2 separate regions of the Gossypium hirsutum genome follow, and region 1 is linked to region 2. Evidence: chromatin contacts called from public Hi-C data. All regions are on one chromosome and are shown on one strand. The core of a region is the stretch at or near the end of the contact, and the rest is flanking DNA. Distances in the headings are between cores, read along the strand shown.

Evidence for each region. A called contact is a pair of places that touch in the nucleus more often than the background predicts.
Region 1: a contact with region 2 is called in a Hi-C map of leaf, with 1.7 times the contacts expected there. The contact joins the promoter of LOC107949594 here to the promoter of LOC107949589 in region 2. A contact is called at or near these places in 2 of 34 Hi-C or Micro-C datasets (hypocotyl and leaf).

The regions. Positions count from the first base shown.
Region 1 is chrD03:14,944,288-14,951,252 of Gossypium_hirsutum_v2.1, forward strand. LOC107949594 (proline-rich receptor-like protein kinase PERK15) reads left to right here and starts at 3,690. Exons shown (of 8, transcript XM_016884311.2): 1 at 3,690-4,136; 2 at 5,283-5,771; 3 at 6,081-6,167; 4 at 6,275-6,345; 5 at 6,733-6,809; 6 at 6,960-6,965. The coding sequence starts at 3,821.
Region 2 is chrD03:14,726,796-14,734,119 of Gossypium_hirsutum_v2.1, forward strand. It overlaps LOC107949589 (protein ALTERED PHOSPHATE STARVATION RESPONSE 1), which reads right to left and starts at 2,702. Exons shown (of 5, transcript XM_041089830.1): 1 at 2,568-2,702; 2 at 1,451-2,480; 3 at 353-534. The coding sequence starts at 2,471.

The DNA of each region.
Region 1 (6,965 bases), core at 2,440-4,939, 220 kb after region 2:
CACCTTTGATAAACTTTCCTAAAGTTAAAGTCTAATCATGTCCATAAAATATTAAAGCATGTTATTATATACATCAAATAAAAAAATGTTAATTTATATTCAGAATATATTTAGATATCAATTAAGTCATGGTTTGTTTGATGTGAGTTAAACTAGTATTATTTTCTATGCATGTTTTATTATATGAGTTAGAAATAAATTATTACTTTTAAATATTAATAAATTAATTTAATTGATAATTTTTAATAATCTTATGACTTATTTTTAATAAAGAAGAGGAAAATTTTCCACTTATTTTGAACAAGTCTTAATTTAATTTTTACAAGAGTTATTATTCATCTTTCTAATTTCTAATTTAAATTTGTATTAACACTTCTTTATTTGATGTCTAACTATTATAATATATACCTAATAAATAAATTTTTTCATCATATTATTATACTAGTAACCAAACGAGATAATCGGGTATATTAAAGTTTATGTAACATTTGAGTGCAATAACAACTGTATTGATTTATGTAAAAGTTATTATTTAAGTATTAAACTACACAGAAATTGACCAAACTACAAACAAAAATTCATTTTAGACATCCAAAATAATAATAATAAAAGTTTGAAATTTAAGCATTCACGTTATATAGTTCGATCATTTTAGTCACTCCAATAAAAATTTATAAAAGACAAGCTGACATGACAATTTAAAAAATCTTTATAATAATAAATTTAGCTCTCAATTTTTAAATATTATATTGATTTAGTCATAATTTTAAAAAAATAACCCACAAAATTTACAAATGTTCTCAATTTGATCTTAATTCTAAAAAAATCAAATAATTATATAAAATACATAAATATTTTAAAAAAAAATATAAGAATAAAAAATGATTGTTGAAAATATATATATATAATTTAAAAATATATAAAAATAAATAATTTCAAAAAATATAATAATAAATTTCATTTTTATATTAATAGTAATATTAATATTAAATAAAAATAGTATATTAATATTAGAATCAGGATCAAATTGAAAATATTTGTAAAGTGGGTTAATTTTTTTTATTACCACATCAACTTGCCGTTTGTGATTTTTAAGGAAGTGACCAAAATGATCAAACTATGTAACGTGAGTGTTTAAATTACAAATTTTTATTTTAAATGCTTTAAATGAAAATTTTTATAATTGAGTCACCATCCTTATGATTTATCCTATTATGTAATACATTCAACGCAAAAAAGAACTTTTAATCCCACGAGATAGGTTAAAAAAATCTCCATGTTCTCGTTTTATTTAGAAAAAAGAACAATTAAATATTTTTAATCTTTGATTGTGAAAATAAGAAACTACACCTCTATCAAATCAAATAAAACATGTGCTTGTAGGAAAAATTTTAAATTTTGACAATTCAAAATACTAGCAATTGTGATGGTAAAATCTTTTTGGACATTACATTTATAAAATTTAATAAATATTTTTAATATTTATATGAAGCGTAATTAAAATTTATGTTAAATATTCGTTTAATATAAGTTCAAACTATGTGATCTTTATCCCTTACTCCAATATTATATATAAAAATATTTTTAATATAAAGGTTTTTGCGACCATATATATTAAATGAAATAATATTATCAAAAATTTTGAGAAACCGGAATTTGAGGAAACTTTGAGCTACTCAAATCCTCTCAAAATTTCTAATAAAATTTTAAAATTCTTCATTATTTTAATCCAAAACAAGTAAAATCATTTTTAAATTTTTGAAAAAAAAAGTATTTCATCCTTTTAAGTCCTTCATCCCAAAAAAAAAATACTACTGATTTCTTAATTATTATTTTTTATTTTGAAGTTGCAAAATTTATAATCTATAAGCACAAATTTGAATAGTTGAAAATACGTTTTATTATTTATTATATTACTAAATTGATATTATATAAAAAATAATTTTTTTTAAATAATGAAGTTTTTAGTTGAGTTTAAGTTGAATTCAATGTATAAGTAACATTAATTAATTATTAGAAATCTTATCACACGCATGTATATGTAGAAACTACAAATATAGAACATAAATGTGTGTTTAAAAATAACATATAATAAATGATGAAACACATGGCTTAAAACTAATTAATAATAACACATTAAGTATGTAGAATATTAAAATTAAGAAAAAAATTAAATTGTTTATCATTGTGTTGTCATCAATCTTGAGTTGGAGTCGAGTTAAATTGTGATACCAACTCAATCAATTATATTATTAATACATATACACACAATTAACGGAAGCAATAAAATGTGTATAATAAAATTAAAATATATAAGAATATTAAAATAAAACTTTAGTTAGTGATAAATTAACAAATAAAGTACCCTTGAATTGTAAATTTCTTAACTGAATTGGTGACCCAGTGGAAGATAACATCAACTCAATTAGGAGTGTAAATGATTATATAAATTAATAATAGATAAAATTATATGAATAAGAATTTTTATTTTTTGCATTTTTCAAATAAATAATGTTACAAAAAATGAGAAGTATTAGTATTGATAAAATTGATGTGTGAACATTAAAGAATTGCTTTTTAAAATAAAATTATCTGACCATAATAATTAGTAACATTTTAGGAAAACCTAATATTACTCGGAAGTTAGGTCGACCCGCAATCATAATTTTATTTTTCCTCTCATCATCTCACCAAGTTTTCGTATTATTTTTTAAAAATAAATCTTTATTGGAAACAAGTAAAATCAGTCCCATATCCAAAAATTCTTCATACTCAACATGGATATTGTGTACTAAATTTAAATTATAATTATTTGGTAGAAATATCATTTATTCTCAACTGTCACATTTGTTAACTTGTTCATACTCAACACATGTTGGCATGTTATTTATGTGATAATTCACGTGTCCATTTTAAAGTGATTTGGCGAAAAACACAAATTTAAAGATTAAAAAGGATGAAACATTAAATAGAGACTAAAATGATTGTTTTTGTAAAGTTAGAGAATCAAATAAGTCATTATATTTTTTCTTATTTTGAAGATGTGTTATTATCTTTTTTTAGTTTCAAGTATAAATTTATGCTGACTATTTTTTATTTGAAAGTAAATGAGAATTTTTGAAATAAGAATAATGAGAATCTAAATAATCTTAACTATCAAATCAAAATAAATATTTCTAATATCACAAAAAAATAAATATTTCTAAATTTTAGATTTTTATTTATATTATTTTATTAAAATAAAATCAGGAACACCAAATATAATTAAAATATTAAAATGGAAAAACTTTTGGATAATATTTACTTTTAGATTTAAAATTTTTATAAAAAAATTGAAATAGAAAGCAAGATGTTAAGATTATTAACATTAATAAAAAAATATTTGATATTTGTTCTTTTTACTGAAAAAAATTGATCGAGGAATTTAATGGGTACTTTACATTTTGTGTTTTGTAAACAAAAAACCGCCGAAAAAAATTAAAAATAAATCGCACGTTGCAAGTAAGCTACATTTTCTCACTACAATCAGAGACGGACAGCAGAGTTTTGTCAGTAAAAACAGTAAAAAGCAAATACGACGTCGTTATGCCTCTTTTTGATTTACTCATTTCTTTGTCAGAAGCGGGCCCCACTTGGTCCAAATTCTTTCTCCCACCCAATCATTCATAAGCAAAATTCCTTCGACTCTGTTTCAAAGTTCAAACCTCAAGCATTGAGGTTGAATTGAACCCCCCTCCCCAAAAAAAACCTCAAGCATAAAGAAAATAACAGGAAAGAAAAAAAAATTCAAATCCTCGATTTTATCGAAACCTCACCGGAGATGGCTACACCACCATCTCCGTCACCGACGTCGCCGCCTTCCACTCCCAACACTACTTCTTCTCCTCCTCCTTCCCTTTCGCCGCCAGTTACTAATACTTCAACCCCTGTGTCGCCTCCGCCTGCGGTGGCTGATTCTCCGAATGCTACGCTACCTCCGCCGCCTTCGCCCAGTGGGGGCTTGCCGCCTGGGACATTAGCGGGGCTTATCGTTGGGGCAGGGATGGGAGCGTTAATTGTGCTGATTGGAGTGGGCATTTTCGTGATTTTCTATAGGAGGAGAAAGAAGAAGCTTGCTGGAGCTCATCCTCAAGGAGGTCAGTCAGTCCATCTTTGTTTTATTTTTATGAAATAATTACTTGCACTTAATGTAGTTCATAAAACTTCCTCCTGACTGTATTTTAATCCTATATTTCTGAAGTACCATTAGTTTTTAATATTATTTGCTTTTATGGAATCTAGGTTTAATTTTGAAGTGTTTGTTTTGTTTGTATTGTATCGTACTATTGTTTTTTTTAATGTTACTATTGTTAAATCATGTTAATTATATTTGTCTACATTTTGTCAACTTTTATTATCTATTTATTTGTTTGTTTATCAGTGTTTAGAGTATAATAATGTTGTTTAAAAATAAAGAAAATAAGATTTTTGGTTTAATATAGATTATAGTGAATCTTGAGTTCCTTCCCGTATTTTATAGTATAATATCATTGGGATTTCCTTCAAACGTTGGTTTTTGGTTTTCATTGGTTTATGTTGTATATATAAGCACATATGCTTATGACCTAGATCTGCGTTATTGATGCTTTAATGGTATATGATAAGCCATAATTTTCTTTTGGAGTTCACTTAAATCAATTGACTGAGAAGACCTAAAGTATGCAGCTTGAACGAGTTACTTTTGTTAAGGATTTAAAGTTGTCATGAATTTATGAGTTATCGTAGTCTTTTGTTAATTAAGATGCAAGAATCAGTTTTATTGCTCTTATCATAGTGGTCATTTGTAATGTTCCCATGCTAATTTGATTTTTTAAACCATTTACAAAAGAATGAGTTTGATCCATTCCAGCTTTCAAGCCATGATACATGCATGCCCATACATGCATACAAGAACATCCATGCATGCATGTCTAGTAAACAAACACATGCATATCTGGGAAAAGGAGGCGTCCACTGGTATCAACGCTTTAGTAATTTTATCCCCAGTGCTGTAAAGATCAGCAGTAGTAATTTGGAAGTTTGTTTCTATTTATGTTTGATTAGCAACCAATATTATATTGAGTATTTTCTATTTGCTTTTATTTTGATTTGGTCAAGGCATTCTTCTGTTTCATTCTTGTATTATATGTTTTAGTTGGACAGTGTTTGCTTTATGACTACAGTCTCATGTGGTAGAAAAGAAACCAATGGTTTTCAAAGTGAAAGGAATTGACACTAAATCTTGCATGTTGTTATACATCCAGTTGATCCTCAACATTGGCAGCAGAGTGTTCCTCAAATTGCTGTTCTGCCGAAACCTACTACGCCGCCAGGAATCACACCACATGTTTATAATTATGTTGACCCTCCTTCAACGAGTACTAGTTTGGGCTCAGAAAAGCCATCTAATCCATCACCTTCCTCAGGATTGGCCATGGGACGGTCATTGGGCACATTTACTTATGAAGATTTAGCATTGGCAACAGATAATTTCTCCGATTCTAATCTCATTGGTCAAGGAGGTTTTGGTTATGTCCACAAGGGAGTGCTAAAAGATGGGAAAGTAGTTGCAATTAAGCAGTTAAAAGCTGGAAGTGGACAGGGTGAGCGCGAGTTTCAAGCAGAGGTTGACATCATTAGCTGTGTTCATCATAGACATCTTGTTTCACTAGTTGGATACTGCATTATTGGCGAAAAGAGGTTGCTTGTTTATGAATTTGTCCCAAACAACACGTTAGAATTTCATTTACACGGTGAGTTGTTGGTGGTTAAATCCCTCTTCCACCCCACCCCACCCCACTCCACCCACCTAACTGGCTCTAAGAAAATGAACATTAGAGATTGTGCATTTTTTCTTGCATGTGATGGATAATAGATGGGTAAGTCATATTCTATTGTGTGAAACAAGAAGTGTTTTGTATAATCATGATGCTAACTAGTTTTTGAACAGGCGTAGAGGACAGAAGTATAAATTTGAGATCGCAACTTAGGTTAAGGATGTAGTATTGTGCTTATCTTATCCATGATACTTAGGTTTTAACTGGATGAAACTTAACACGCAGGAAAAGAGAGGCCAGTTATGAACTGGTCAACCAGAATGAAAATTGCTTTTGGTGCAGCCAAAGGATTGGCATATTTGCATGAGGACTGTAAGGATACAATTACTTACCTACTTTAAGTTCTGAAGTTCAAGCACCTTCCAGTTTCTAGTCTCATGGTTTATACTTTTTCCACTAAACATAAATAATATAATCAGGTAAACCCAAGATCATACATCGCGATATCAAGGCAGCTAATATTCTTCTTGATGAAAGCTTTGAGGCAAGGGTATGGTTTCAGTTTTCAAGTTGAATGCTATTTCTATAGTCACGGGATTGATTTGTCCCTTTGCCTCCTGAGGCTGAGAAAAAACCAAAATTCATATACATTTCTCAATGTTATATCAGCTCTTTCAGTGTTTCTTGAAAAAAAAAAAACCCCGTTGATTTAGTTTCTGTATGACACTTGAATGAGCGAATCATCCTTTAGATTGGAACAATGAATAGAAAATGCATTTGATCATTAGTGTTTCAAGATGCCTTATCTCAAAATTTGATGAAAACTTGTTCTGAATGTATTGATATAAAGAAAATTTCTTTTCGATTTGGATGGCCTAAGTTCTGTGATTCTTTTTCAATAAAAGTATTTCACACTCTTTCATGTGTGTTTTCCCAGGTTGCAGATTTTGGTCTTGCAAAGTCTTCTTTAGATACTGATACACATGTATCCACTCGTGTGATGGGAACTTTTGGGTAATATATGTATTTTAATGTATCTACTCGGCATATTGTTGCACTAATAAATTTGTGGCTCACTCCATGCTATCTTGCAGTATAGTTTCCTTTTACCTATAATCTGTAAATATCACATGCGTCCCTTCTCACAAGAATTTATACATGCAGTTATAT
Region 2 (7,324 bases), core at 1,452-3,951:
TATTGGCCTAAAGGCAAGTACCAGTGGTGCATTTACCCCCAATTATAACAGTTCTAGCCTTGTGGTCAATAACTATTCAAGACAAGGTAACTATATGTACAGGCAGCCCTTTGATCGAGTGTCAATCATGCAATAAGGAATAGTAGCATTATAAAATAATTGAATGTCCTATACTGGTCGATCGGCCAAAGAAAACCATATTATGCTGGTTTAATTTATCAAGAAGATATCATATCATCAAGCATTTCAAACCAAGACATTTTATACTATCAAAGTTATGCAACAGTATAGTGGTCATTCAGTAGATAATGAATAAGAGGACAAATGACATATGATAATAATAATTATATACCTTCACTTCATCATAAAGCTTTTTTTCCCATGCAAGCATTTTATCCAACACAGTGGCATGAGTCTCATTATCCTCTGAATCAAAGTCATCGTTTGCGTTATCAGCATTGTCTAATTTAAGTCCTTTAAATGAACGGTTCCAAGTAATAACACGCATTACTCTCTGCGAGTGATCAAGGTGTCCTGCAAAGTATTAACCAAGATAATATACAATCCATTTAAGCTACATTATGTGAACAAAATAATCACATATTCAATTCCACAAGAAAGGTGAAAAACAACAAATTTATTGGCCAAATTGTTAGACTTCACCTTATGATTTTGCATAGCTGATCTCTAGTTAATAGTAATTTATGTGTTTATTTATATTTGTACAAACTGACATGGTTAGACTCTAAAACAGAACTGGATAAAATACTAGTCATTCATGAAAAGAAGAGCTCTCTACAAACTGAAAGCAAAAACTTCTAAGCCAAAGTAGACCGGAACTTATTTAACAATGTTTAAACTATTGATATGCAGTACTCTCTAGTTCTATCCTTCGTGCAAGATTCCTCAACAGTCAAAATCCAAATCCTCAAAATTACTCATTCTAATAACTCAATGTGACAAAGGATGAAAGGAATGAAAACCCATATTTACTTATAGAGACAGTCAACCAATCTTCTTAGCTTATGTTGCTCCAACTCTTTATTTTTCTTGAAGACTGGTGTTCGATACAGTTTTTGATATGGATACGGGGGTATGACCCTCAAAACACCTTTCAAATGCATGAAAAACTTTCAAAATGATTGAACATACCTATACCTGACACATAACCATATCTGACACTCACACCATCAGTCTGAGTAACAAAGTTCTTGGCAATTTCAGCAAGAGGCGTTAACATTTGAAACCCAATCTTAGAATTCTAAAGTTGAAATGCCGATACCAAACATCATGCAACCGAGCAATAACAGAACTTGTCTAAAATTCTATTTATCAATGTAAAGGAGATAACAGAAATCTAAATGTAAAGGAGATAACAGAAATCAAAATCAAAATCTTAAGAATTGCACTGATGGTCAGTTTCATGATACAAAATTGAAAAACCCCTTACCTCGATTATCAGCAAAATTAGAGTGATAATGCAACCTAGTAGCTTCCAATAACTTGGAAACCTCATGGGCACTCTTTGAGGCCTTCAAGAAATGATCATCAAGCTCAGTAAACACCTGCAACAAATTAAAACTCCCCTTACCCAACCTCTTCTCTACTGTACTACCAACCCCCATTTTCCCACCCTTCTTACTCCCTTTCCCTACCCCAGATATCGGTGGCACCGGCTTCTCCACCTCCACTGGCGTCTTTAGTCCCTTGTCCACAACCACCTCCTCCTCCCTCAGCTTCTCCTCCTCCACCACCTCTTCCTCAATTCTTGCCGGCATTTCCTCAAATACCTTCCTTTCAACCTCTCCGTTATCCACCCTCATTTCTTCCACCACCCCTAAACTTGGTCCAGGTACACTACCTTCCGCTGGAAAGAAGTAATAGTAAGTCGAATCCTGGGGCGGCTGTGATTGCATTGCACGCGCCTGAACGGTGGTAGACGTCACTATTTCCTCCTCTTCGTCCTCTTCCTCCTCCTCCTCTCTCCTACTCCTACCGCCACTACCACTTCCCCTATAATTCCGGGATTTTCGCTTAACCAACGAACCACCGGCGTCCAGGTCATCGTCCTCCTCGTCATCTTCCATGATGGTGGTGGTCGACGTCTCCCTTTGCTTTCCTTTCAAGGGCATCTGTATGGGCATACTAGCGGAGCGTTGGATCGGAACGACCGGATCGCCGGAAAGACTGACGGGAGGAGGAGGCGGAGGTAAGACAGGTGGTTGCGGCGGCAGAGGAGGGGGAGGACCGACGAAGGAGGGGCCAGGGGGAGAAGGGAGATTTGGGTTCTGGACCTCCCCGAGGGCGTAATCGCTTAAGGCGGCGCCAGTGTTCTTTAAGGACATAGCATAAGCAGAGTGGGCGGCGGCAAAGGCGTTGCGGGCGGCAACCGCTTCTTTCATGAATTGTTTCCGCTCTTTGCATCGGGCAACGGCTTCTTCGTTCTCGATCCTCGACTGCGAACAACCCATAATTTCTCCCTAGAAAGAAAATTACCAGAATTGAATCCAATAATTGAATAACCAATCTTCCCCAATTGTTGAAAGTTGAAAGAGAGAGATTCTTACAAGCTAGCTCAAACCTCAAAGTGTTTTGAGAGTCTGAAAAACGACGTAATGTTTTGGGTACAGAAGAGAAGACAAAGTCAGTCCAGGGCGGACGGCAGGGTTTTCTATTTATTTATGGGATCAATAAATGAAATATAAATTATTAAAATTTTATTGGCAATAAATGGGTCCCACTGTAACAATGGAGTGATAGAGATGCATTGCACTGCACACACTCACTCTGACACACAATCCTCACTTTACTTAACGACTCTGTCAGTAATTTACCTCTTCTTTTGATTGTTGGATCATTCTTCCATATTCAGTCAACGTTTTACAAAAGAAGTAATAAAACAAGGTGAATTCCCTCCCCGCACTCCCTATGTAAATATGTCTCCCAAAATTGTGAAGAATACCATTTTTGTCAATCCATCTGCAATCTTATTCCTTTTTTTTCAGCACATGTCTAACACAGATCATTTATAAATGTTTGATAAGGTCTTTAATAACACGCCCCATAGTTGAAAAAAGTTGTTCATTTTCATTTGTCTGGATCACTTTGATATCTTCAGTACTCTCCATCTCGAGTATCATCCTCTTTATGCTTAGACCCCATGCTAATTGGAGCCTCTCAAGAGCACCCCATAGTTCCACCAAAACTACATAACAACACCCAATATTTTAGGAGAAAAGCATTAATTTTTAATGTCACATGTATGGTATGTAATTTATGCGTTTTAAGTTAATTTTTTAAATATTATAATTGTTTCATATTGTTTTACCTTTTTTACTTTTTTAAATTAACATTAGATCTTACTTTCTTATATAATTCCAAATTTATATATTATTTAAAATAAAAAAAATTATCATTACCAATGGTAGATCACAATAATTAAAAATACCTTATTTAAAGACTAATTAAAAATTAAGCGTGTAAAATTACATGGAACTTGTAACATTAGAAACTAATTATTAATTAAACTTTTCACAATTCAATTTTTTTCTTAACAATTAATAAATTGACCATAATATAGTAATAAAGTTAACATTAATTGTAGAAAAAAAATCCTAAAAATTTAATTTTTTTAAATTAAAATTCAATTTCAAATAAAATATTTTATTTACATAATCATAAAAACTTTAAAAATATTAATTTTGTTAAATAGTAAAAAAAATTTAAAACAATAAATATTAACTATATTATAATTTTATCTTATTTAATTTTTTAATAGTATAAGGACTAAATTAATCTATTTAATAATAAAGGAACTAATTTAATCAGGACCCTAAAATAGAGAAATCTCTCGATACATTCGATTTAATTTTTTTCTTAAGACTTATTCAATTAACATGACTCCTGGTTAATAAATTAAAAATAATAATTTGATTATTTTTATGTTATAGAATTGTTTATCTTTAAATGAATGAAAAAATTAAAATTATTATATAAAAATAAAATTTCTTAAATTAAAAAAAAATACCTTATAAATTCAAGGAATTCAAACAGTTAAATAAATTTTCTAGTATTCCGTTATGTTTTAAAAATCCTAATACTGCGTATTAATAATAATTTAGCTTTTCAAAAACTTACCTAAACTATTATCATAACTAAAGCTAGAGATTATTTGGACTGCAAGCTCAAATATTTTAAGGTTGATGCTAATTATGCAAATAGAAAATGTTTTCTTGCGTTATATCATGGAGTATGATACTATTTGAAAGAATGATATTAGACGCAAACACCATAGATAACTCACGAACTCTTTAATTTAAGGCATTCAAGACTTCGAATGTGGTTGACAAGATATTTGTTGTTCTAAGAAAATAGTTCTCATATTAACAATATTACCTTGGTATAGCATAAAAAACAAGATTAGATTGTAGTAGCATGTTGCGTATTTTATAACTTCAATCATAGGTTGAATTGAGATGATTCGTAATTCGAAGACTACATGAAAGAAAGAGATTTTGATTATCTTAATAATGGAAATTCAGATGATAAAAAGCATATGTTAAATATTAAAGAGGGAATAACCCAACAAGTATGCACAGGAACAATTAGATAAAATTACATATGATGTTTATTTTTCTTGTTATTTTTATTAATAATCGTATTATACTAACATAATATGTATGATGATTTGATTTTAATTTTTTTACTTATTTAAAAATTATTTTTTTAGTAATTAATATTTTTTTAAAATATAAATTAGGTAACTGTGTAATTACAATTTATACTATCAAACATAACATAAAAAATTAAGATGTAGTTATACTCTCCTAACTAAACATGTTTAAAATAAAAGAAAGCAAAACTTTATCCTTCAAAATATATTTTAGATGTTAGAGTTTTGGTATAAATTAATTTGTGTTTTTGTAAGGTTTAATTTTTGAAATGTTTTTTATGATTGTTAATAGATTTTATTGTAATTGTACTATTTTTTAAACTTTAAAATGAATGCAGAGATTTATTTCCATTTATTTAATTTTTTTAAAAAAACAGAATAAAAAGATGTTGAGAAGGGACGGGAGTCTTCTTTCTTTTCATTATATTATTCTACTTTTTCAGCTGGCTCTGCAAGTGGGGTCGGACCGACCCATACTTAACTTCCATTTTTAAAAAGAAGATTTAACAAATTTAAGCAATTAAATATGGAATTTTAATTTTAATAATTATCTCATAAATAATAATTATATATAAAAAAATTAAATTCTTTTTTAATTTAATAAAAAAATAAATCTTGAATACTACAATGTATTTAATAATTCATTGAATTTTCGTTTTGAATGAAAAGAAAATTTTCAACATTTAATTTTTTAATTATGTTTGATAACTGTTATACTCCCACCATAGCAGGATACATAGCAAGCTATTGGATAGTCTAAAAATGACCTCCTCTAAGAGCAGCCTCTATACAACCCTTTGCGAGGAAAGTCTGTAAGCAACCCTTCCTGCGGGACTGTCCGCAAGCAACTCTCCATGAATCCTGTTTAAGCTAGCTTAAAGACGACTCACTGCGCAACCCTAGTTGGGACCACCAAGGCATAACTTCCTCATACAACCCTAAGGACAGGAATGTTAGAGTAGAACTATATAGTACACTTTATGACAATAATTGACCTGCAACGATCTTACCACTTGGCAAGCTTGCACAACCATGCAAGACATAGTACTATCGGTTACGTGGCACTGCAAGACAAGGGGTGACCCCTTATATAACCTTAAGTGCACAAAGGGACTAGGGATTAGCTCTTTTTACTCAACAACCCTAAACAATCTTTTCATTCTCCTCTTGTCACAGGTGAACTGACACTCCCCTCCATCGTCTTCTCTTCCCTGTTGATAACTCGTATCAATAATTGGTGCGTTGAGCGTGGACCGAACCATCATGACTCATTCTTCTACTATAATCCCTGAAATTGCAACCAACCAAAACCAAGAACTCCCTTCAACCCAAACACAATCTAGCAACTGCTTTAAACCGCTCAACCACCCATTAACTTAGACTAACAACAATAGAAAACCCAATACTCTTACCCACCTCCACTAGAGACATCATCTACCACTCCCCATGTCGCATATGCCTATCCACTGTACTACCAATACCTACCACCACCACAATGGTGGTATTCTCAACCCTACCAAGGCAATGCTAATGCCCCATCGATGACCAGACTTCTCAGAACCCTTAGTTAAGCTCCCAAAAATTTATTGAGATTCAAAAAAAAAAAATAAGGCTCCTTGAAACCCAACTTTTAAAATAGCAAGGGTTGTATCAAGAATAGTAGGAATATTAGCATTTGTTAGACCATAAGAATGCTAGAAATGAGTTGGTAGGGATCCTGCGAGATTTGATCGTTCAGTCCAAGAGGAAGAGACATCTCAGTTTTTCTTTAATAGACAACAAAACCTCCAGTAGCCATACGATCTATTGAACTAGCCCCTCAGCCCCCTCCTCTAGTGGACCATCAAAACCGAGATCTTTGTGACCTCGGTATCTCATTAGAAGAGCATATGTAGGCATTGAAAAGGGAACTGCAAGAGTTTCATAATGATAAACTTAAAGAGACTATAAATAGAAGGCCTCCCCTTATTTGTAACCCTCTCATTGTATCCATTCATTAGTAAGAGAATACCAATTGAGAACATTTACTCAAACACTTAGGGTGTTTTAACTTTTTTGTGACTATTTTGTTTTTTCGAGCTTTCTTATCTTTGAGTTACTTTCACTTATTTTCAGTGCCTTAGAAAATTTCTATTAAGAATTTTCACTTTCCGAGAGTTAAGTTGACTTAGGTCATTTGAAGCGAAAAAATTGCCTAAGGCCATACAGATTGCGAGATTAAAGTTTTAGCCCCGTGGCACATGCTTGATGCGCACACATAGACAATCCAATTTAAATAATATGAAATAAGTTTTACATAAAATTAAATTGAATGTAAATTCAAAATACCTTTTCCTTTTTGAATAAAAGGAAAGGATATCAATCCTTAATCCTTGCATTCAAATGTTATAAAATAAAATCCATGCATTCAAATGTTATAAATAAAAACAAAAAGGATATAATAATAACCCCATTTTTACTTGTCCGAAAAAGACATAACTACCAATTGTGTGTTTTCAGATTAGTACAAAAATCCAAAAAGTTTATTCTCTCTAAAATTTTGCGTTGCGGTTGAGTTTGTGATACAAGTTGAGGAATCAACATCATTTAAATGCTGCTTTTAGATCATTTAAGGTATATCTTCGACCTTTTTCCAAAACTTAACTTCATTCC